Linked DNA regions of Pan troglodytes: regions 1, 3 and 4 are each linked to region 2. Evidence: chromatin contacts called from public Hi-C and HiChIP or PLAC-seq data. All regions are on one chromosome and are shown on one strand. The core of a region is the stretch at or near the end of the contact, and the rest is flanking DNA. Distances in the headings are between cores, read along the strand shown.

Evidence for each region. A called contact is a pair of places that touch in the nucleus more often than the background predicts. HiChIP or PLAC-seq counts read pairs in DNA pulled down with a chosen protein or histone mark.
Region 1: a contact with region 2 is called in an H3K4me3 HiChIP or PLAC-seq map of stem cell-derived excitatory neurons, with 10 times the contacts expected there. The contact joins the promoter of LOC134808766 here to the promoter of ZFHX3 in region 2. A contact is called at or near these places in 1 of 7 Hi-C or Micro-C datasets (stem cell-derived neural progenitor cells) and 1 of 1 datasets of contacts at active chromatin or transcription factors (stem cell-derived excitatory neurons).
Region 3: a contact with region 2 is called in a Hi-C map of stem cell-derived neural progenitor cells, with 2.4 times the contacts expected there. The contact joins the enhancer-like site here to the promoter of ZFHX3 in region 2. A contact is called at or near these places in 1 of 7 Hi-C or Micro-C datasets (stem cell-derived neural progenitor cells) and 1 of 1 datasets of contacts at active chromatin or transcription factors (stem cell-derived excitatory neurons).
Region 4: a Hi-C map of stem cell-derived neural progenitor cells shows a contact between it and region 2, with 2.3 times the contacts expected there. The contact joins the enhancer-like site here to the promoter of ZFHX3 in region 2. A contact is called at or near these places in 1 of 7 Hi-C or Micro-C datasets (stem cell-derived neural progenitor cells) and 1 of 1 datasets of contacts at active chromatin or transcription factors (stem cell-derived excitatory neurons).

What each region holds. Positions count from the first base shown.
Region 1 is chr18:69,999,206-70,002,636 of NHGRI_mPanTro3-v2.0_pri, forward strand. LOC134808766 reads left to right here and starts at 1,827. Exons shown (of 15, transcript XR_010152428.1): 1 at 1,827-1,949.
Region 2 is chr18:69,604,248-69,607,833 of NHGRI_mPanTro3-v2.0_pri, forward strand. ZFHX3 (zinc finger homeobox 3) reads left to right here and starts at 1,573. Exons shown (of 9, transcript XM_054669518.2): 1 at 1,573-1,664.
Region 3 is chr18:69,333,929-69,337,289 of NHGRI_mPanTro3-v2.0_pri, forward strand. All of the region lies in intron 2 of LOC112205884 (a long non-coding RNA gene), which reads left to right. Among named protein-coding and RNA genes, the nearest start is that of TRNAK-UUU, 150 kb to the left of the region's middle. Within about 2 kb of position 1,298, at least 6 of the 24 cell types and tissues checked have an H3K27ac peak or open chromatin away from gene starts, as enhancers often do. A contact at or near this core is called in stem cell-derived excitatory neurons and stem cell-derived neural progenitor cells, where this site is marked.
Region 4 is chr18:69,874,641-69,877,838 of NHGRI_mPanTro3-v2.0_pri, forward strand. It overlaps ZFHX3 (zinc finger homeobox 3), which reads left to right. Exons shown (of 9, transcript XM_054669518.2): 9 at 1,192-3,082. The coding sequence ends at 2,843. Among named protein-coding and RNA genes, the nearest start is that of ZFHX3, 270 kb to the left of the region's middle. Within about 2 kb of position 1,856, at least 17 of the 24 cell types and tissues checked have an H3K27ac peak or open chromatin away from gene starts, as enhancers often do. A contact at or near this core is called in stem cell-derived excitatory neurons and stem cell-derived neural progenitor cells, where this site is marked.

The sequences.
Region 1 (3,431 bases), core at 577-3,076, 400 kb after region 2:
AAAAAATGCCAAATAAAGACTATTATAGGCATTCAGGAGGCAGAGAGGTGACTATGGACTAGGTCACAAAAGATTCACAATTTGACCTGGGTCTTAAAAGCGTAAGTAGGATTCAGCCAAGCTGAGGAGAGAGGACATCAAGGAGAGAACAGTGAACAATGGCAAATACATGTCTACTACCGGAGGAAATTTATTTTTCTCCTTTTAAGTACCTCTACGTTCAAGTTTCTTTTCTGTGCTTTCTAACCTCTAAGATCACTATATATTTTTAAATGAATGGTGTAAGTCCTTACAAAATTTAGGCATTTTTTTTCTTGTCAGATAAATAACAGTTCAACTGACTTTGTTCAGTACAACACTGACATCCAAAGGATACTCGGGTTCATCTGAAAGCCTCTTGGGCTTCTGCTGAGTTGGTTTGATTTTCAAATGGTCTATGTAGGCAGTAAGCTGCTCATGGAACATTCTCTTTTGAAACCCTGGGCATTTTTTGATCTCTTACCCATTTATCAAATCTCATCACATTAAATGGCTCCACAATGCAGGTGGCCTGTGTTTTCTTAAGTGCCTCCTCTTCTTAAGAATGTATTACTCAGTTCATTAATGTTTCATACTTAAGTATTCTGTGTATTTAATTTTTTATTTAATGAAATTTCTAACCTTCAGGCTGACGAATTATTCAGAATGTTTCATCCAAGCTGTTGGAAAAGTGCTCATTAGCAGGGAGTTTTGAAGATGGAATTTTAAGAAAGGGGTTGGCAGGATCCCAAACACACATAGATCTAAGCTTTCATAAATGCTTCCCTACCTTAGCTATGGAGGAAGAAATTGTTGATAAGCAGATAAGTTTTGCTTTAGTTTTTACATTTTAGTGACAATAACTATGATTTCTGTGGTCTGATAAAAGATGTTCGTTTAAAGAGTTATCTGCAGAAAGCTGTGTGGTCACTAATGTTTACTTTCATTGACAAATGAGATCGTCTTGTGTGGGACTATCATCATCAAATGAGACACAACTGAAACTAAAGCAGCCATGTTTACCATTCGGTTTAAAATTTTTTAAATTAAAATAATGCTCCTAACGAAAGGAGTCTCAGCTGAATTAGTTTGAGTGTTGGCATGCACTGGGCTCAAATCACCTGCTCATCTTTAACACCTGCCTTCAGATTTATGGGCGATTAAGAACTTAAGTCTGAGAACCTATGAGACTGTTACAGAAAATAAAATTTCAGTTCTTCGTCCATTAACTGGTTCAGATGAAATTTGGGGTCAGAAACAACCAGAACGTTAAATTTCATTGTAAACTTAAATCGCATTCAATGGTTAAAGACTACAAAATGTATGTAGTGCAGTTAAAAAACCTCACACAGCAAGAGGTTATTGAATGTTTAAAGATCCAAAATTTCAACTTTTTGTGGTTAAGTACAGTTATGTTGGGTAACAAAGTTGACAGCAGGTTTCTGTTAGCACCCTGTTGGAGGAGGAGGAGGCGCTACCACACGCTTACCTTAGGGAAATAACGTGCACTTTATAACCGTTCAGGTAAATCGTTGGGTGAGAAAGAAGAATAAAGGACACAGCCGGTGGAGGGACCCCAGCACACAGTCCCGTGGGTGCTCCGAAGGAAACGGCCGCAGCCCCAAATCTCCTAGTCCCTCTAGCAGGGAGTTTTCCCGCGGAGTCTCGCCTTGCGGCCGGAAGCCACCTCAAGCCGCCCACCCGGAAGCCGTCGTCTTGGCAACTGGGTATCGTCCCACCCCCTTTTCTTAGCAACGCCTATCGCCTTAGACGTCTGAGGTCAGCCGGGCCTCGATTGGTTCCTCTGTCTTTCACTCTGGGAGACGTTTGAGACCGAGCGTCTCTAGATCTCGTATTTGAATTTGTGGCGCTTGGTGTCCGCGAGTTGCCGAATGAAGCTGAGCGTCTCAGTGGAACCAGGGATCTCAGGGGTGAGCGACCGCGAGGGGAGAGCGACGAAAAGGGCGGCCGGAGCTGGAGGGGCGCGGAGTTAAACAAAAAAGGGCGGCCGGAGCTGCAGGGGCGCCGAGTTAAACACGTCATTTCCAGATGGGGGGCTTCAGGCGAGCTGCTTAGCTCCCCTGAGGCAGGCCCTCCGTCTGTTCGCCTATTCGTAGCCTCTGGGTTTTTCCCTCACGTAGTTTTCCTGCAGTCTCAGAGACGCCACGCCTGCCCCCGTTCTGTTGCCCCTGATGGAAGACTCCTCTTAACGCTACCTTCCCTCTTTCACAAACAAAATGTCTCTCAGCTTCCTTCTTTCTCCGACGTGCTTACACCTCCCCCAAGTATAATTCACTCCCCACTGATGTCTTTGGTAGTTTCATCCTCGTCTTCATCACTAATACTATGAGACACGGGGTGCGTGCACTTGACGATGTAGAAAAATGGCTTTCGCGCAACCTGGTGAGCGTCCCACACCTCACAAATTGAATCCAAAAAGTTCCTTATTCATAAAAGATGCTGCTGTCCTACTCTTCCCGACCGGGAATATCATGACGTGGAAAGCAGCAAGTGACAGCGTTTTATAAAGCGCTACAAAAGTAAGCTATTGATGCATTCACATCGGAAACATAATTGTTTTGTTTTCGGTCGGACACTCTTGATCCATAGGTTTCGTATTGGGTTTATGGATACTGTTCAGACTTTGAAACGAATAATGCCAAAAGTTACGTTGGAGGACAAACTGAGGATTGATCCCAAGCACAAAAGTAACCACTGATTAAAACCTTCTCTTCATTAACCTTTAGCTTCTTTGTCTATTATGATACTTCTCCCACCCCGGTGGATTTAATTTCCATTGAGATTTATGAACATTTTAGGAGTTTACAGTCTAAATAGACAGCTTTCCCCACCTCTCCTGCATATGACCATGAAAATCCTCTATTAACTTTCCAGTTTGATAATGCAGTATGAGCTTCTATATGCTTAGCCTCTAGAACAGAGATTCTTTTTGGGGTGGGGGGTCTTAGTCCTGTTTAAGACCCAGAGGAAAACCTTGGAGCTTTTCTCCAGAATATGACACATACACACAAAATTTTGTATTAGTTTTAGAGAGTTGTATTTTGTTTTAGTAGAAAAGAGATCTCACTTTGTTGCTCAGACTGATCTCCAGTGTCAGCCTCCCAAAGGGTTGGGATTACAAGCGTGAGCCGCCGAGCCCAACCCTGTTTTAGGGAGTTTTAGATTCTGTTTTGAAATGTGGATATTAGTGGGACCCCAGTCCAATTCTACACGTTTATTTATATATATACACACACATATGTCTATATATAATTATATATATTTACATAATATATATCTATGTATATAATTTTTTTAAGTAGAAATAAGCAGCGAAACAGAGTGTTTTAAGTTCTACCGAATGACTGTCATTTCTTAGTTTTAAGACTTGTAGTTCGGAGGGAGGTGGAATG
Region 2 (3,586 bases), core at 323-2,822:
TTTTTTTTTTTTGGCATTAGGGAAGGGGTATGTAATTTCCCCTTTCTACACCCTAGACCTTTCCTCTATATTTAAATATATTGGCTTTCTCTCTTATGAATTCAGTCTGAAATTATTTTTCACTGCCTTTATTACATCCCTGCTTTTGATGGCAAAATAGCTTCCTGTGTTTTGAAAACATCTGCTTTCCAGGTTTCACACGAGAAAATTGATTTTACTTTTCTCTTAAGTCCAGAAAGGTAGAAAGTTGGACTTGTTTCCAAGTGCAACTTTTCCTTTTCTTGTCTTTCCTGAAGTTATCCCCTTTCAGTTCTGATTCACTTTCTCCCTTTTATTTCTTCTAATCACCCCTCCTCTCTTCCCCTCTCCTTCTAAAGAACCAGAGAAGACCGATTGCGTCTTATTTCAGAACACAAAATTAACATATATTTTTTGTCTAGTCTATGGTATGTGTTAAAGTTTTCTCCATATTTTCTTCATTCGTCCTCTGATTTGGGGGGAGGTAATTTTCCTTCAGTTAAAAAATCTCAGATTTGCAATTTAAAGTGGTCTCTATTCGAAGTCTCTGCTCTTTCACTTAAACCTTTACTCTAAGCTGTCCCCCTCCACTAATGCCCCCATTCTTTGGAGATGCTCTTTTCCTAGTTAATTTAAACATTGCTGCGTTTGCTTAGAGAGAGAGAGAGAGAGAGAGAGAAAGGGGAAAATAATAAGAAAGAAAAGAGAAGGGGGGGAAGAAGAAAGGGAAAAAAAAATCTTAAAAAGATTCTTAGCCAGGTTCCTATTGTTGCTCCTATGCATTCCACTTCTCGGTGTGTGTGTGCGTGTGTGTGTGCGCGCTCGTGTGTGTGTCGTGTGTGTGTGTTTTTAATACATGCATAAACTTTTGGAGCCTCTCTCCCTCTTCTAGGCTCTTCTCCCATCCTCTCTTCCTGCTCTCCTTGCCCTGCTCATCACTTTCCCCTGGTTTTTTTTTTTTTCCTCCCTTCCTCCCCTCTGCCTCCCTCCACCTCCCCCTTTTCTTTTTTGCTGAATCTTATTGATCCAGAAGGTGGCTAATTAGCCCTTCCCGTCGTGCCTGGGTAATGAAGCACATGCGCACTGAATTAATCACAGCCATTTTTTGCAGGAAACTAATTAGCAGAATAAAGATCCAAAGACTTTTTTTTCTTTTCACTCATCAGCTCCCACTTCCAGCGCGTCCCCTCCGACCGCTGCAGCCGCCACCGCCGCCGCCTCCTCCTCCTCCTCCTCCCGGCCGCAGCCGCCGCCGCCGCCGCCGCCTGCTTTGCATCCCAATTACAGCCTAGAGCCGCTGCCGCCGCCGCCGCCGCTTCTCTTCCGTGGCCCCTGCCCGCTCCGGGGGCTGTAAACTCCCCGCCAACCATGCTGCTCGGCGGCAGCGGCGGCGGCGGCTCCGGCTCCCCGGCTGCGGCCGCCTCCCGCCCCGGGCTCCGCCGAGCGCGCTCCAGCTCCGCCGCCGCCGCCGCCGCCGCCAGCAGCGCGTCCTCCGCCGCCGCCGACCCCCGCCAGCCGCCGCTGCTGCCTTGATGGGCTCCGCGGCCCGAGCGCCTCTTTTGGGGATTAAAAGCGCCGCCAGCTCCCGCCGCCGCCGCCGTCGCCAGCAGCGCCGCTGCAGCCGCCGCCGCCGGAGAAGCAACCGCGTAAGTGGCAACTTTTCCCTCTTTTTTTTTTCCCGCCGCCGCCGCCGCCGCCGCCGCCTGCTCCTCCTCCTCCTCCCGCCGCCACCGCCCGGACGCGGGGCTCCTCGGGGCGCCCGGGCTGCTTTGCATGGGGCTCGTCCTGCCCCCTCCCGGCTCCCGCGCCCGGCCGCCGCCGCCCGCGCTCCCCGCGCCCGCGCCCTGCTCGCTCGCTGCGTCCCGCTCGCCTTCCCCCTACGCCAAACTTTCTCTTTCTCTTCTTCTTCTTCCTCCTCCTCCCGCCGCTGCCGCCGCCGCCGCCGCCGAGCCCGGGCCGCCCCCTCCTCCCCGGCCCCGCGCCGCCGCCGCCGGCCGCCGGCGACCCCCGGGAGGGTGGAGGCGCCCGGGGCGAGGCCCGCGCGGCGAGTTTGGAGGCGCCGCCAGGCAGGGCCGGCCGGGGCGCGGGCCGAGGGCGGGAGGGCGGCCGGGGTACCAGCTCGGAGACAAAGGCGGCGGCCGGCGGTGGGGGGAGTATGGGGGGGTCCGCGGTGCCGAGTGCCCCCGCCCCCGCCGCTCCCGGCCCCCAACTTTGCCCCACCCCGAGAGGCGCCGGGGCCCCGGGCTGAGCAGCCGCGCGGGGCGCGCACCCGGCCCGGAGCAGTCGCCGCGGTCGCAGCCACTGCTGCTGCCGCGGCCGCCACCGCTGGCCGGGCGAGCGCCTTCCGCGCTGGGGCTCGACTTGCCGGCGACGCGGGAGCCCGTTCGTAGCCACGGGGTCCCGGAGGGGGCGAGGCGGCCGCGCGATCCTCTACCTGTGCGCTCTCCGCCCTGCCCCACTGGCAGCGCCGCGAGCGCCCAGAGGGGGCTCTGCCCTGGACACTAGGGGCTCCCGGGGGCTCGGGGCTGCGCCGCTGGCCAGGGCCAGACCTCGCCCGGCCGGCCTTCTTCCGCCAGCTGAGCTCAGAGACATCCGAGGATGCCTTTTTTCTTTTTCTTTTCTTTCTTCTTCTTTTTTTTTTTTTTTTTTTTTTTTTTTTTTTGCTCTCGCGAATCTGGGATTGTTTACGTTCGGTTCCCCACTCTCACCCCTCGCCTGGCTCCACTCGATGCAAAAACCGTGTTCCTGAATTTTACATTATGCATTTTAATGTCCGTCTTTTTGCATATCTATTGGAGAGTAGATCTAAGTGTATTTCATGTAGTGTATATAATTAAGTTGTGTATGGACTCAGTACTCGGAGGGTTCTTGTATTAACTATTGAATTAAAATATGTATATATCACTTTGCGAATGAAGCTGTTGCGCAGAATCTGACTTTTGTTCAATGTTGTGCTATTCTTTGGACTGTGGCAAATTCTTTGATTACAAGCGCTTTCAAAAGGCACCCAGTCTTAACTTTCCCCCCCTTGTTGCTTTCAAGTAGGGTAAATATGACAATTTTTATTGGTCTCAATTATTGAAACTTGATCTAAGCACTGTATGGACGGAGCATGCTGATTGCCTTTTTCTGGCCTCCAGTTCTAGTGACTTTTAAAAGGCAGTTTGTTAAGTACCTTTGAAGAATATGACAGACGGTGATCGCTTGGCTGTAATGCAAATTACAGAACATAAATTCACTTTGGAATTTAAAAAAGACTCGAGCCCTTTCAGTGGGGACAATTGAGGATTTATTATGTTTTTTAAAAAATTACTTTTTTTCCTCCCTACTTTGGGAGAATAGCTAGTTGCAGACCAACTTATTTGGAGGTCCTCCGAAAGAGGCTTGGGCAGTGGGCGAGGGGAGAAGATTGATCACAATCTGCATAATCAATAGGGCAGCGTGCTGCAATCGTGTACCTACATTTACTGTAAATTTCTACAATATCTGCAGCGTGGGTGCTCCAGCGCCTTGCTTGGCTTCTTAGAGAGGATTTAGAGGGAGAACAACCAGAATTTACTGCCCTGCC
Region 3 (3,361 bases), core at 48-2,547, 270 kb before region 2:
TTTCTACAAATGCTGCTGATATGGTTTGGCTGTGCCCCTACCCAAATCTCATCTTGAATTGTAGTTCCCATAATTCCCACATGTCATGGGAGGGACGTCATGGGAGGTGATTAGATTATGGGGGCGGTTCCTTCATGCTGTTCTCATGATAGTGAGTTCTCACGAGATCTGATGGTTTTATACGGGGCTTTCCCCGCTTCACTCTGCACTTGTCTCTCCTGCCACCATGTGAAGAAGGGTGTGTTTGCTTCCCCTTCCACCATGATTGTAAGTTTTCTGAGGCCTCCCTAGCCATGTGGAACTGTGAGTCAATTAAACCTCTTTCCTTTATAAATTACCCAGTCTTGGGTATTTTTTCATAGCAGTGTGAGAATGGACTAACACAGCTGCCCACAGATTTTCCCCTGAGGATCACTAAGCTAGTCCATGAGCAACAAGAACACTAGAAGCATAAGGATCATCAGAACAAGGCCATCATGGAGAGAAAGGAAGAAAGCCACCAATGAGTATAGGGTTGATGTTACTCTTCCTTTCAGAAAGGACAAAGCCAGACCACTGGGAAAATCATCATGTCTTAAGCCTATTATCTTAGTATCTGTCTTTTAATTACCTCCCTGCCTCCACCAAACCACAATCATAAATATTTGATAATGACCCATCCTCCCCTCAATCTCAGCATCAACATGCCCTTGCCTCCCCCTTGTTCAGTGATCACAGTAGCTGAACATATCCACATCCACCCATCAGCCTAGAAGCTTTTTCTTGCTCAAGCCCACTTCAAAGTTCAGCCAGGCCATCTGTGTCTTAAAGAAGGCCCTTAAATAAACAACCAATGCAGTTTCTGACTACAAAATCCTGACGTTTGCCCCTATTGCATTCCCCATGTGGCACTCAGTGCAAAAGACTGTCTTGCAGCACATGCATGAATTGTTGCCTTCACTTTGCGTGATCCTCTAACAAACACAATCTAAAACTACCCTAAACCACACGTGTAATCAATCCCCTTTTTAATATCCATATTAACCAGAACCTGACTGATACCATCCCAATAACTATATTCATTAACCTGCCCAGATTAATTATGAAATCCACTTTATTTGCCACTCCTACTTTCCTTTCTTCCTTTCCTTCCTGGTCATTAGCTACTACCTGGGCCACCTGGGCTATTTCCCTTGTCTAGCAGTAGGTGGCTCAAAACTCTCTCCTCTCTTCCCCCATCCTGCTCTAAGTATGAGGCTCCTTCTGCTGTTGGAGCGCCTGCTCAGACTGACTCTACTTGATCCCTGTCACATTCCTCTGGGCTTGTCAAAGGTCTGCATTGTGTCTCTGAGTAGCTGGGGCATGCCATGAAGAGTGAGCCCAGCCCAGCCCTAATCATGACAACCCAGCCCCTGTGAAAGATGAATAATAACAACTGCTCTAGCCAGTCCCAGAAGAGCCCACTGAGGACGTTTGTTTTGGAATAATGAATATGGAAATTTGGAATCTGTAATAAACTGCAAGCAGTCTTTCAACTCACTCGTGCCGAAAATTCACACTCGCCTTTCCCATAACTTGTCACTTGTGTTTTTTATTGTTCCATATGTAAACAAGGCCGGGAAGGCCTTTGTTCCTTGGTGCCTACTTAGATTTGCCCATTAATCCCAACTCCCCCCTTCTCCGCTTTCCCACCAATGCATGCAGGATTACACAAAGCAAAAGTCATTAATTTTTATCTCTGACTATCTGTAGGGTTTTTAATGTGGCCTGGCTTGCTTATGCACCACCAATTACATGTCATAAGTGCTTGTAGATGCTGGAGCAGTATCATGGGCTGATGAATCACTGCCTCCTCTCCTGATTAGTATGCAAGGGGCCGTGTTCCTCTTGGAGCAGCTGGCATGCCAATGAGGATCTGGCTGCGCCGGTCAAGGCATCTGGACATGAATTCAATATGGATTGCTTTAATTAAATGGCTAAGCGCACAAGACGCTAAGAAACAACTCCATCATTGAGTGAGACTCAAAAATATAGTCGACACAAGCAAGAGGGTGGAAAGGGTAGGAAGATATTTCATCAACACCGCCCACTACCTAAAATCCTTGAAATCCCTCCCCCCTGCTCCCCACCATGTGAAGCACAACCACTTGCTAAGAGCATGATGAATTGTGGAATCCACAGTGAAACACCAGAGGTGAATCTAGTTCACCACCCTTACATTTAGAAATCAAAACAGCAGAGCAAAACCTACTCTTCTGCCCTTTGGAAAGGTTTTGTTTTAACTAGACACTTGCTTGCAAACTACCAATGAGGCTGATTTTGAGAAGGAAGGCAGCAAGGAAAGGAGGGTAAAAAGTCTGAACTGAATGTACCTGTGACCAACAGTCCTAGAGGAAAAGAATGAGTTCATGTAGCTTTGCAAATATAAGGAGGACAGAGAGGTCCTTCGATGTGCTAATTTACTGAAGAGGAGAAAGGAAGAGCAGCATGGATTTGCACTGCCCACTTGGGATGGGTTTTGCATAGATCAGAAAGATGAAGTATCTGCTTACTTATATTTGCTTTCAACCTATCCCTTGTTAGTCTGTTTCAAAAGGAAGCAAATGGAATATTTTCATAAGGAATAGATATTGCAGCAATCACCCTGGTTTTATCCTTCTGAGCACTTATCTTTAATTCTGTTACAAGTCTCCTCTTATGTCCACCACACATTGTATTTGGTTTGCCTGTTTATTTCATCAGGAGACAGGATCATATAACAGCTGAGAGAGAACTCTGGATACAGGTGAGTCTGAGCTCTCCTTGCAGCTTCATTAACTTCTAGCTATGTGGTCTTAGGCAAGTTATGGGGCTTCTCTGAATCTCCTGTTCCCCATATTTAAAACAGGGATAAGAATTAAACCTGCCTCATTAAAATGTCATGAAGATTGAATTAATCCACACCAAACCTATAACTCCCGTCTTAGACTCTCAAAAATGATGGCTACTACTAGTGTCTTGTGGAATGCAATCTGGTCAAGCAGTGATGTTTAATTGACCAAATACAGGGAATACTATTTCCTGATATTGACCAGATTTACCTATCTACAGCAATAGGTATTTAAGGAAGACCTTTAAAATGGATGACTGTGCAACCACCACCTCCCCAGTTTCTACCACTTCTCTGTTCCCCATCGAAGATCTGGTATCATCAGTTGATTATAATACGCACTACAGATGGATCCAAGAATCCAAGACTATTTTCTTTTTAAAACAATTTAAGACCTCATTGTTTAAAAGACCCTGAGTCGCTCTGCCTTTAAAAAATAAAAATTAAATTTAAAAAGCACAGGAAAATGGTCAAATAGGTTCAGTATTCTGGCTGGTGTTCCCCCCGATCCTG
Region 4 (3,198 bases), core at 606-3,105, 270 kb after region 2:
CATAACCTTGGACCTGGTGACTCAAACCAGGAGATAGCTATGGGTCAGGGAGGGTATTAGGCTCTCGGGTTGGTGAAGGCATTGCAGGGAGTGGTGGTAGATTAGGGGTATGATCAAGGATGGGATTCTAGTCCATGAGGGCCTGGTGATATGGTCAGACCTTTGCTATCCATAGGCAGTGGTGCTTCGGGTAGGTTGTGATGTCTTGGGAATTGGTGTCAGTATCTTGGGCTATTCCACTTCTGACATGGCTTTTCTCCTTTTCCTGCGGTTGTTTCTCAACCATCTACAGTCCCACTGTCCCTCCTGTGTATCATTCAAACAGGGGCAGGAAAAGAAGATGGTCGTTTCTCCAGCGGATTCCAGATTCCTATTCCTAGGCGGTTATACTGTTGAGTAGACTTGTTGAAGCAGGTCAGCTGGACCAAGGCATGGAAGCAATTTTCCCTGAATGGATTGTTCTTATTTCTTCCCAGGCCCTTCCTCCACACTTTCCTATTCATCTTCTTCTCTCTACCCTCCGAAAGCATCCAGTCAACTGCAGCAACAGAGGTCAGAGAGGAGGAACACATGTAGAGCCTGTTTTGTTTTTGTTCATGTGGCCGTGCTAGCTTTCTTGCCTTTGTTCTCTCTTCTCCTGTTGCCGCTCTCCTCCAGATAACTTCTCTGGGGACCTCGTGGCCATACTATTTTTGTGATGAAGGCCTTTGGTGCAAATGGGCCCCAGCTAGAAACAGCTAGCTTTGGGGCCTCTAGACTAATTGCAGTTGGGCAGAGTGAATGGTAGCTGGGAGTACTTGGCAAAGAAAATGTGAACTAGCGGGTGTGGCACATTGGGCAGGAAGGTGTTGGAAGTTGTTTGGCTGGAAGGGGAAGTATGGGAGCTAACCCAGGACTGAATCTTCATTAGAATACAAGGTTGTCCAGCCCTGAGCCTGGTGGGATACTTCTGGAAGTTGTTTGGCTGAAAGGGGAAATATGGGAGCTGACCTAGGACTGAGTCCTCATTAGAATACAAGGTTGTCCAGCTCTGAGCCTGGTGGGATACTTCTGTTGGAAATGTTCGTTTTGAGAGGATCCTTCAAGCCTTGACATCTCAAACTGTGTGCCAGTGACACTGGTAAAACGTCTTGAGCTTCAGCCCTACCCCTGCCCAGACTGACCGGTGATTTCTGTCTCCATTCCTTTCAGCTTTAACGTCTCCTAAGCCGAACTTGATGGGTCTGCCCAGCACAACTGTTCCTTCCCCTGGCCTCCCCACTTCTGGATTACCAAATAAACCGTCCTCAGCGTCGCTGAGCTCCCCAACCCCAGCACAAGCCACCATGGCCATGGGCCCTCAGCAACCCCCCCAGCAGCAGCAGCAGCAGCAGCCACAGGTGCAGCAGCCTCCCCCGCCGCCAGCAGCCCAGCCGCCACCCACACCACAGCTCCCACTGCAACAGCAGCAGCAACGCAAGGACAAAGACAGTGAGAAAGTAAAGGAGAAGGAAAAGGCACACAAAGGGAAAGGGGAACCCCTGCCTGTCCCCAAGAAGGAGAAAGGAGAGGCCCCCACGGCAACTGCAGCCACGATCTCAGCCCCGCTGCCCACCATGGAGTATGCGGTAGACCCTGCACAGCTGCAGGCCCTGCAGGCCGCGTTGACTTCGGACCCCACAGCATTGCTCACAAGCCAGTTCCTTCCTTACTTTGTACCAGGCTTTTCTCCTTATTATGCTCCCCAGATCCCTGGCGCCCTGCAGAGCGGGTACCTGCAGCCTATGTATGGCATGGAAGGCCTGTTCCCATACAGCCCTGCGCTGTCGCAGGCCCTGATGGGGCTGTCCCCAGGCTCCCTACTGCAGCAGTACCAGCAATACCAGCAGAGTCTGCAGGAGGCAATTCAGCAGCAGCAGCAGCGGCAACTACAGCAGCAGCAGCCCAAAGCAAGCCAAACCCCAGTCCCCCCGGGGGCTGCTTCCCCAGACAAAGACCCTGCCAAAGAATCCCCCAAACCAGAAGAACAGAAAAACACTCCCCGTGAGGTGTCCCCCCTCCTGCCGAAACTCCCTGAAGAGCCAGAAGCAGAAAGCAAAAGTGCGGACTCCCTCTACGACCCCTTCATTGTTCCAAAGGTGCAGTACAAGTTGGTCTGCCGCAAGTGCCAGGCGGGCTTCGGCGACGAGGAGGCAGCGAGGAGCCACCTGAAGTCCCTCTGCTTCTTCGGCCAGTCTGTGGTGAACCTGCAAGAGATGGTGCTTCACGTCCCCACCGGCGGCGGCGGCGGCGGCGGCAGTGGCGGCGGCGGCAGTGGCGGCGGCGGCGGCGGCTCGTACCACTGCCTGGCGTGCGAGAGCGCGCTCTGTGGGGAGGAAGCTCTGAGTCAACATCTCGAGTCGGCCTTGCACAAACACAGAACAATCACGAGAGCAGCAAGAAACGCCAAAGAGCACCCTAGTTTATTACCTCACTCTGCCTGCTTCCCCGATCCTAGCACCGCATCTACCTCGCAGTCTGCCGCTCACTCAAACGACAGCCCCCCTCCCCCGTCGGCCGCCGCCCCCTCCTCCGCTTCCCCCCACGCCTCCAGGAAGTCTTGGCCGCAAGTGGTCTCCCGGGCTTCGGCAGCGAAGCCCCCTTCTTTTCCTCCTCTCTCCTCATCTTCAACGGTTACCTCAAGTTCATGCAGCACCTCAGGGGTTCAGCCCTCGATGCCAACAGACGACTATTCGGAGGAGTCTGACACGGATCTCAGCCAAAAGTCCGACGGACCGGCGAGCCCGGTGGAGGGTCCCAAAGACCCCAGCTGCCCCAAGGACAGTGGTCTGACCAGTGTAGGAACGGACACCTTCAGATTGTAAGCTTTGAAGATGAACAATACAAACAAATGAATTTAAATACAAAAATTAATAACAAACCAATTTCAAAAATAGACTAACTGCAATTCCAAAGCTTCTAACCAAAAAACAAAAAAAAAAAAAAAAAAAAGGAAAAAAAAGAAAAAGCGTGGGTTGTTTTCCCATATACCTATCTATGCCGGTGATTTTACATTCTTGTCTTTTTCTTTTCTTTTAATATTAAAAAAAAAAAAAAAAAAAAAGCCCTAACCCTGTTACATTGTGTCCTTTTGAAGGTACTATTGGTCTGGGAAACAGAAGTCCGCAGGGCCTCCCTAATGTCTTTGGAGCTTAAACCCCTTGTATATTTGCCCCTTTT